3 separate regions of the Zea mays genome follow, and regions 1 and 2 are each linked to region 3. Evidence: chromatin contacts called from public Hi-C data. All regions are on one chromosome and are shown on one strand. The core of a region is the stretch at or near the end of the contact, and the rest is flanking DNA. Distances in the headings are between cores, read along the strand shown. Region 1 holds the start of LOC100383357. Region 2 holds the start of LOC100192542 (Formin-like protein 1). Region 3 holds the start of LOC103650885 (probable methyltransferase PMT19).

What was found. Hi-C and Micro-C count contacts between places; a contact is called where the count stands out from the background.
Region 1: a Hi-C map of bundle sheath shows a contact between it and region 3, with 2.4 times the contacts expected there. The contact joins the promoter of LOC100383357 here to the promoter of LOC103650885 in region 3. A contact is called at or near these places in 7 of 25 Hi-C or Micro-C datasets (bundle sheath, ear, endosperm and 3 more) and 1 of 3 datasets of contacts at active chromatin or transcription factors (seedling).
Region 2: a Hi-C map of endosperm shows a contact between it and region 3, with 3 times the contacts expected there. The contact joins the promoter of LOC100192542 here to the promoter of LOC103650885 in region 3. A contact is called at or near these places in 8 of 25 Hi-C or Micro-C datasets (bundle sheath, ear, endosperm and 4 more).

Annotation. Positions count from the first base shown.
Region 1 is chr3:172,056,461-172,059,700 of Zm-B73-REFERENCE-NAM-5.0, reverse strand. It overlaps LOC100383357, which reads right to left and starts at 1,403. Exons shown (of 15, transcript NM_001176013.1): 1 at 1,261-1,403; 2 at 933-1,076. The coding sequence starts at 1,056.
Region 2 is chr3:172,123,893-172,127,288 of Zm-B73-REFERENCE-NAM-5.0, reverse strand. It overlaps LOC100192542 (Formin-like protein 1), which reads right to left and starts at 2,070. Exons shown (of 4, transcript NM_001137761.1): 1 at 1,162-2,070; 2 at 873-1,072; 3 at 207-454; 4 at 1-125. The coding sequence starts at 1,196.
Region 3 is chr3:171,690,389-171,693,402 of Zm-B73-REFERENCE-NAM-5.0, reverse strand. LOC103650885 (probable methyltransferase PMT19) reads right to left here and starts at 1,433. Exons shown (of 6, transcript XM_008676476.4): 1 at 594-1,433; 2 at 290-500; 3 at 1-36. The coding sequence starts at 1,256.

The sequences.
Region 1 (3,240 bases), core at 154-2,653, 370 kb before region 3:
GTGCGCACAAGATGGACTGGCCTATGGGGGCGGATCCTCATGTAGGGACTACGAGGGCTCAAAGCACGAGTAAAGATCTGGCCTATAGGGGGTGAACCCTCATGTTGCATGGGGGACCAGCTTTCATGGCCTTTCTCGGTCGGGGCTCCGATCGAGCTTCTTCTTAATATAATACTGTGTGGGTGGTCTTTTCCCTACTGGCCGAGTTTTTTTAGATTACACAGTAGTCCAGCTAGAATGACGAATTATATTATCAAAAGGTTAAAAATAGTCACGGAGTAATCAAAGCCAGAAAGATGAGTTCTTTCCACATGTCAGGGACACGACACAGGGTGATAGTATTATATTGCTGTTGTTAGAGTGGACGCACTAACCAGTTCAACCCAAAAGTTCTTTTGGGTTGAACTGATTAGTGCTTCCACTCTAACAGTTGTAATAAGCTTTACCTAAGAATTTCTCCTGGTAGGACGAATTAATGCAAAAAAAACTAGTATTCCCAAAGGAGACACCCCTTCGGTCAGCAACAACCAATGTAACTGAGCAAAAAAGCCATCGGTGCTGTACCTAGCACTAGCAGGCAATAGAACAGCAAAAAGAAACAGCTACATGAACCAAGGTAGTATCATGCTAAATCTACCAAGTAATGATTTTCTACAGCGATGTAGATGATGCAGTGATGCACCGCAAATTAAACAAAAAAAGAACTGACAACTCATTGACAGCTGACAGTTCAAAAAAAGGTTATCTTTTTACGCTTCTGATAGCAGCAGGTAGAAGCTACTTAACGCTGGGCATAACTAGAAGCTACAAGACTGACGAGCATTAGCAAAACAACACTTTACCATCCTACGGGTCAGGTCACAGACCTAACAGTAGAGCAAAAAAACCTAGATTGAAAGCAAATTGTTGGAAGCTTGAGCAAGGCCACCCACCTACGGAGACGCCGATGTCCGTGTCCGCGACCTGGTTCTTGCGCAGCTTCCGCTCCAAGTGCGCGGCAATCCATATGGTCCCGAGGGGACCCTTTTTGGCCAAAATGAACTGCGAGTAAAACATCTCCGACTCCCCTCCTTACGCTGAGAAGGGGCGAACCCAGAAAAAAAAAGTCAATTTTTTGCGAAGACAATCGAAGTTAGCTGGCAGAAGACACGTGTACACTTGTAATTAGATCAGATCCGAGTAGAAATGCCAAATAGCGTAAGCTAGGGTTTGGGTGCACGGTTTCGCGCGGCAGGAAGGAAAAAGAAAGGGCGGGCATACCTCCAAGGGCATACCTGGAGGGTGCTCGTCACCGGAGCGGCACGGCGAAGATCTGGCGTCGAGCGGCAGCAGCGGTCGCTCAAGCGTCGCCACAGGCGAGAGGGACTGAGCGCGCACGCGGGGGGTGAAGGGAAGAAGAAAAAAGCAGGGGGGGAGATACTCCCGTGGAAATTTGTCTGTGACAGGAGCGGGGCTTTGCTTGGACTTGGACGCCTGCGTTGGCTGTGAGAACTGAGAAGCTGAAGCTGCTGCAAGCTGAAGACAAAAGTGACACACGTTTCGTGCACTCACCCCTGTGGTTGTTCGGAATATTTTTTTCCAGCCCTGGCGCTGCAAAATTAGCAAAACACCTCCTCGAGCTCGAGCAGTGAGTCTGTGTGTGAACTGACAGTGATGAAGTGACCGTGGCATCGTGCGGAGGAAATGTCACGTGGCTGTGGAGGTGGAGATAGCGTGCCGCACATTGAATTTAGCGGATAAAGTGCTTCCTCTAATTAAAGTTTATTTCGTATTATATCAAATGTTGGAATATTAATTATGAGAATTAAATATAGCTTTAATAAATTTGTCTCGTCTTTTATTATTTATCTGTGTTTTAGTTTTACACTTAGATTATATTTAATATCTATAATTATTATACAAATATTCTATATGGCAAAGACTACAGTTAGTTGAGTGGATCCAAACAAACATTCTATGTGAAGACTACAGATTCAAACACCCCCTGAAATATGTGTTGGCGTGGTTGGATCTCCTATCCGTGTGCATAGGAATGACAGTTGGGCGGGTACCCGTGGGTTTTCGATCCAATAGGGGACATGGCAGTCTACGGGTTCGGCGCGGGTATTGAACACTACATGACGGTTTTCCATAGGTGCGAACAGTATGCAAGCCTAAAATATGGCCCTATAACGTGATATATATAAGGTAGAGGCCCAACTGATTCGCTTGCCCTAAAGTCATCGCTTCCTTATTCCCTGCTTCCTCCATTATTCCCCGGCCACACGTGCACCACCTATTACTCCCCACATGTTGACGCGGCACCGTCCACTACTCCCCCACTGGTCGTTGTGGCGCTGCCCGCTGCTCCAGTCTCTAGGTGCTCCGTGCTCCTCCCACTGGTCGTCGTAGTGTCGCATTTTCGTAGAGCCGAGGAGAAAACTTCCCACCACGTTGAGAAATCACTCAACCTTCCCTCCCTCTCCCATCTTCCTTGCTCTGTTGCGCTTGCGCTGGCCCTAAGATTTACATTGCCTCCTCTCTGACACCTCACCCTCGCCTCCAGTGGGCCAAGCTGCCTCCTCGCGACCTATGCGCGACTGTAAACAAATGCCTATTTTGTTGCTCGGTCCAGGGAGCATTGAGCAGGAGGCACAAGGAGGTTGATTCTTCAGATTTTAATCTGAGATAGGGTTCAAGTCGGATGCAGATTTTATTCTCGAGTTTTGGGTTCGGGTCTGCGAACGCTCTACCTACCCCGAACCTGCCTCGTTAACATCCCTACATGTGCATCAGTCTCACAAATGGAAGTGGGACGACCAAGGTTCAACCTTTGAGTTTCTTAGGCTATCAATAATAGCTTAATGATCATCATCTCATGTTTAAAACTTCACTATATAAATAAAATAGTGTTTACATGACCATATGCATAGTATGTTAGTCATAGCCTTCGATAGAGGAAGCAACATGGTGGCTATGGCAGGTCCTCATGTGAAGCATCTAGGTCCCTAAGTAGTGTGTTTGGTAATTAATGACAACTATATGTTGACTAACAAATTATTTGAGAAATAAGAATGAAGGTTGGACAATGGAAAGATGAGCTATATTGAAGGTCTTGGAGACTTTGGTATTGATTGTGGATCGGCTCAAGGTAAAGGTATTGCAATAGGGTTTTAGTTTTGCCGAACACAAGGTGATTAGAGAATAAAATTGACTAGATTAGTAGGCTAGATAGTCGTACTATCAACAGGGGCCAATGAC
Region 2 (3,396 bases), core at 821-3,320, 430 kb before region 3:
GTGTCGAGCTTGAACGCGTGTGCGTCCCCACGGTTTGTGCCAACATTCATCCTGTTGCCGGTCTTCAGAACCGCTTCCAGTAGCTTAAGAAATAGCCTGCTGCTTCTCAGCTCATCACAAGCAGCCTGCGAGTAAACAAAGGGAAAAGGGGATTAGGTTTGAGGAAACGTAATAATGAAAAGGCTACAAAATTTCGGAATGCTCACCTCAAGGGTCTCGAACGACTTCTTGAGGTAATTGACCTCTGCATCGAAGTTCGCTATGTAAAGCATCGCATCGACTCTCTTGAAGGCAAAAGGCACATCGAGCACTGCCTTGAGGAACTTCTCAGCTGGGTTAAGCTTAACTGGAGAAGACTCCTCTTTGAATTCTCTCAGTTTAATCTCCTCTTCCTTAGTGGGAGCCATCTTCAGCAAGGTCTCCAGTAAATCCGCTCCAAAGTTCTCCGTGTTACCTGAATGGCAGGCATGGTTAACACATTAGTGAAGAAGGCAATACAATGGAAAATGTAGACCAACTAGTGTACATCTTCAGCAATATAAGTAAAATAACTCTAGCAACCAGTGATTTTCAGCATAAATGGAGCAGCAACAACTCTCGGCGGTTCTATTTCTATGCTGGCATTCACTTCATTCACACGAACTTACTAAAAGCCCAACCATACTATACGGACACGGACAGTCAAGAATGGCTGCAGTTCAGTCACAAGCTAAATATGGTCAAACACGACTCACGAGCAAAATTATTAATCCTATGGGATCGAGAGAGAGAGAAAAAAAAAACAGTGAACACCAATGTATCATGTATTCATGTATGACGCGAATCAAAATGGCTGAAATCTAGGAAGTAGTGTCAGCGAGGATCTTGTTCACCTTCACAGAGCGCGTCGCTGACCTCTTCCTTGGTAACATTCAGCGCGCGCAGCAAGATGGCAATGTTCTGCGCCTTCTTCGGATCTAGCACCTTGTTCTCGGCCTTGGGCGTCGGCAGCACGGGCCTCCTAGTCGCCTCCTTGGCCGGCGCATTGGCTGGATTGCAAATGAACAGCGTCTCGATCATCTCCTCGTTCACCCTGCGAGAATTCAGCGGAACCTGTAAGGACACCGACCACGAACAGCTGAAACATCTGAGAGAGATGGAAGGTTTTCGCAGAGTTCTCACTGGAATGAGCTGGACTTGAGCTGATCCCACACCATGACGCGGTCAGAGCTGGCCCGGACCTTGTCCCAGTGCAGCGGCTTCAGCTTCGGCCGTGGCGTCGTGTCCTCGGACTTGTCGCCTTGCTCGGAGCTCTCGGGCAGCCAGCTTGGGAACGCGTCGGTGGGCGCAGGGACGCTCCTGAAGCTTGGCGGCGACAGTGCCGGCGAACGGGTTTCTTTGGACGTGTCGGGCTTGCGGACACGGCTCTCCCAGTAGCCCACCGGCGGCGGCGGCGGAGGAGGAGGTGGTGGCGGCGGTCCTGCAGCCGGAGGTGGCCGTGGCGGGTGTGTGCTCGTCGGTAGGGACGGTGGCTGGGCGAACGGGTTTCTTTCGATGGTGTCGGTGCTGGATCTGAGAGCTGGTTTGTCGTTTAGTGGAGAGCACGGGGGCGATGGGGACGGTGGTTTCCGGCGAGGAGGTGGCGGTGGTGGCAGTGTCGGTGCGAAGGGAGGAGGCGGGGGCGGAGTCGGAGGAACCGGCGGGAGGACGACGACGCGCGCGCTTTCCGATCTTGACTTGACGGAGCGGCGGCCGGACTCGCCTGGGCTGGAAAAGGCAGGCGGCGAGGCGGGCGCGGGCGACAGCGTCGCCCCCGGCGAAGATGGGTACGACGGCGTGCTCAGGACCGACCCAGGGGACGGAGTCCTAGAGCGGTCTCGCGCCTCAAGGGCCGCCTGCACTGCCGTCGCCAGAGTCCTGCGCGAGCTCGAGGTCTTTGTTGATGAGCCCCGCGGCGAGTAGAATTCTTCCTCTCCGGACGACGGGGAGGCCGCGCCGGGGCTCCTCGACGGCGCCGGCGCGCACTGCCGCGCCAGCGGCGGAAGCGGGCGGAGCTCGGGCGATCCGCCTGAGCTCCGGGACACCTCGTCGCCGGACGACGTCGTGTCGCTGCTCCTCTCGTCGGCTCTGCTCGCCAGCGTCCCCACGTAGAGGAACTCGGCAGAGGTAGCCGACGCCGGCGCCGGCGCCGGCGCGGCCTCCCTGACGCCGCCTCCGCCGCTGCCACCGAACTCGTCACGCGCGAAGAGGCTCGTCCTTTCCGGGTGCAAGAACTTGGCGTCCCCGCCACCAACGCACCCGCCGCCTCCCCCGCGGGCCGCATTGCGCCGGCGGTGCGAGAAGAAGAAAGCGATGGACAGCCCGAGCACGGCCACCGTGAGCAGCGGCAGCAGTATGGCCGGGACGAGCTTGGAGGACTTCTTGGACCCGTGCGAGTTGCCGGCCGGAGGCGTGGCACCGCTGGAGCCGTTGCTGGGGAACACCAGAGCGGGGTACGTCGGCTGGTCCTGCCCCGTCGGCACAGGAGGCGGGGGCGTCACCGGAATCGCGGGAAAGAACGGCGGCGGCGCCGACGGCTGCCCGGGCTGATCCGGGACGAAGAAGGGCTGGTGGAGCTGCCTCCTCGCGGTGGCGGGAGCGTGGGGGCCGTTGGCTCCATCGACGCAGCAAGTGGCGAGCAAGGTGGGTAACAGCAGCTGCAAGAATTGGCGAGGGGATGGCATTGCGATGGAAGAAGAAGCAGGGGCAACCGGGCAAGTAGACGAGCAAGCAGCAGCAAAAAGCTGCGCGTGTATGGTGTGGTGTGTGTGATCGACAGATCTTGGAGGAGAGAGAGAGAGGGAGGGAGGGAGGGAGGGAGAGGAAGGGAGGTGAGGTGATGTGTTGTAGTGTGGATACAGCTTACATGGAGGTGTAGTATTTTGGATCTGTCTCGCTCCCTCTCCTCTCCGCTCTACCTCTCCTCTTCTACCCATCTTTGTGTGCACCTTTTATTTCGCTTTTGATTAGTAGGTTGTTTTTTATGCGCTCAGTGCAAAAGGCATGTGAGTTGGCCACTAGCCACTAGTGCTGGTTCAGTTTTTTTGTGAACCGTGGAAGAAGAACGGTGGTGGTTGAAGCTTGCCTGGTTTGTTCTCATTCCTTGGCCATTCTCTCGGCTGCTCAGATAAACAAATGCAAGGTTGTTGCGGAAGGGTGTGCAATAGAGCAAAGAGGACGTGTGCAAGAAGAACAAGCTTACAAGCACGAGTAAAATATTGGGGCACTAGCTAGGTTTTCTGTATTTGTGGGGGGCACCATATGGATCTTGCTCATTTTTTTATGGAGTTCTTATACGTCAAGACACAGAGCCAGTCCCACGTGATTTTTTTTGTTTTTGTAGAACTCAATGTATACTCATAAAAATCATGTAAAAGC
Region 3 (3,014 bases), core at 184-2,683:
GGAGAAGACGGTCGATTTCCAGCATGTAGAGCCCATCTGGAATCAGCTATAGGTGAATGAGAACAAGAGCACTCGACTAAAAAAACAAACAAACTGTACTTTAGTTTTGACATCGACATATGAGGAGGGTGTCCTGTTCTGTTCAGTGTTCACCGACTCCAACATTTGCCAATAGGAAAATCACTTTATTTTGAACAATTAGTAATCAGTGAAATAATAAATGAATAGATGATGCATCAGGAAGGAAGTATGTTTAATCAGGAATAGCATGACGTCTTGCATGTCCTACCATGAGCAGTCCATGGGACACGGCAGTCCGCACAGTGCACCATGTCGAAGGACCTCGATGGATACGGTAGCCTGTGGGCAACAAGCGCTCCGATCATTGCAGGCAGTCCACGCTCCAAGGCGAGCTGCACCTGCGGTTCAAATCTATCCCTCGGAGCAATGGACATGGTCAGTACGCCATAGTTGAGCAGATAGTCCCCAAAGCTCGCGACCTGTCAGGGACACACATCGACACGTGAACAGAGAGACTTCCAACGAGTAGTTTCTGAATCGGCAAGCTTTCATGCGATGCGAGTACAACACACCCCGCATCCGATGTCGAGCGCCGTGTGCACCACGCCGTCGCGGAGCGGCACGACGCGCTCCAGCCGCTCGACATAACCCTGCACCCCGTCGGTGAACAGCAGCCACTCCCCGCGACCGTGAACGGGGTCCTGCTGCTGTCCATCCGCCGCCTTAACCGGGGGCAGCGGCGGGAGGTCCACGTTGGCGTACCTCGCGCGGTCGCGGCGCGCGGGCCACGGCGGGGGCGGGCGGTACCTGGGCGGCGGCGGGACGCGGCAGTGCGGCGGAGGGTGCGGCGGCGGGTCCTTTGGCGGGTGAGGAAGAAGAGGCGGCGGCGGCGGCGGGCGCGGGGGGCAGTGGCGCTCGCGCGAGGGAGGCTCGTGGCAGGGGACGTCGTGGGTGGCGTTGGGAGGGCACGGGGGAACGGGAGGCGGGGGGTGGGGGTGGCCTGGGCCGGAGTCGGGCGCGTGTGCGGGCGCCGGGGCCACAGGCGCCGCGGTGGAGGCGCTGGCGGACGGGGAAAGCTGAGGGGACGAGGAGGACGCCGCGTGGTGGGGGGTGGAGAAGACGGCGGAGATGAGGAGGAGGGTCGCGGTTGCGGCCGCGACGGCCGCGGCCGCGAGGGAGAGCGCCCGCGGCAGCGCCGCGAGCACGGCCGGCGCCGACGGCTCCGAGAGTGGCATGGCCGCCGCCAAGTCCGCGTATCGCTCAGTAGAGCGCCGCACAGGGCACAACAGCTGGTGTGTGGCTGAGTGCACTCGGTGGTGGACTGGTGGAGGATCGGATGCTCCGCTCCGACTCCGGGTGAGTGCGGCGAGAGTGGTGGCGCCGCCCAGTTCGTATTTGAAGAGGCAGGGCAGAGGAGAGGACTACATACAGTGCGACGAGAGCGGTTGCTGCTTTGCGGGCCCGGCCGTTGGGGCTTCGTGGGGCCTGCCTGCGCCACCAGTGGCTCGTGCTCCTTGGCTTTTACGGTCTTTTCGTCTGATGCGCTCGTCACTTCGTCGTCGTGTCGTGTGGATGTTTTTTTTTGTTGAGACGAAAGAGAGATTGTGCACATGCGAAATCGCGATGGCTTAACTGTTTTTGTTTTTTTTATCCGTGCAAGTGCAATGTCGTACTGCATCATCTCGTATGGTTTTTGTTGAGCCACAAAATACGCGGTCTAGGGTTCCGAGTTTTTTACTGTATTTGTTAACGAGATTAATGGAATTAACTCGGGGAGTTTTTTTAACGGGTCCAACTCTCATACTCTATAAATACATAGGTATACGGCCGATTTATAATCACCAATAACATTTTTATCTCGCATTTATTTCCAATACAATTAAAAGTAGTTCTAGTTTAACCTCTCAATTCTCAAATTCACCGTTTCTCTTCGACTCTACGTCGATTAGAGGAGTCTAGGTCAGTCTGCCCGAGCCTAGACATCATCTAGGATCTCTCCTCTCTGACGGGGTCCCTCCCGGGAGCGAAATCCAGGCGCTGCCGGCGACCTTTCGCCGCCTCTGCACACGCGCGGACCGTCCGGCCCCAGAGCATGGACCGTCCGACCGACAGGCAGAAATGCGCCAGGTCGTGTACCATCCGACCCCTGACCATGGATCATCCGCCCCTGTGTAGAGAGCACTATCGCGGATTCTTGTGCAGTGATTGGCGCCCGAAAAAGACACCCACAGTTTTCTTCAGAAGACCGTAGACTACAGTCGAAACTCCACACTCCACACTGAAAAGCGGCCAGCCGTAGACTACAGTCCATACGAGACAGTAAAAACAACTTGCAAGGTCTCGAATTACTCGGACAAATTGTAGCAATAATCTCGACGAGTCAGTCGTACGGGCAGAGTAGAGGACACGACAGTCGCAGCTGACGCGCAACACACCACACGTGTCCAAAGGAGACCGTCGTACGCACGCTACAGCAGGAGTACAACTCAATGACTTGCGAGCACGCACCCGCCCAGTCCCTAGACCAGGAGGAGGAGGAGGATCTCGGCCGCTGTCGTACGTTGCGTACGCTGCATCTTGTCCGTGCTCCGCTCGCCACAACGGTCTCGCGCGTCCTTCTCGAAGACGGCGACTCGTCATGATCGATCGTAGTGTAGCATCGCTAGCTTGCAATTGCAGAGGAGTACAGGACCGCGGGGACCCGTCGCTCGGGACACTTTCTTTCTCCATGTATCTTGCAAGCTACGAGAGCGGCCAGACCGTGACCGGTCGGTCCGCCGAGCCCGTGCCGTGTGTGTGGCCGCCGTTAATTCTCTCGCGCCGGAGACGCCCGCGCAGGGGCGGCGGCGGCGGCGCGCTCTCGATTCGATTTGACAGCGCAACCAACCCGCTACTCATTTTTTTCTCCGCGCCGCGTCGCCTTCTCGCCGTACGGGGTCGCATGGAAACGACGAGGAGGGGAGGTTGGCTTCCTTCCTCTGGTCCCTCTCCAG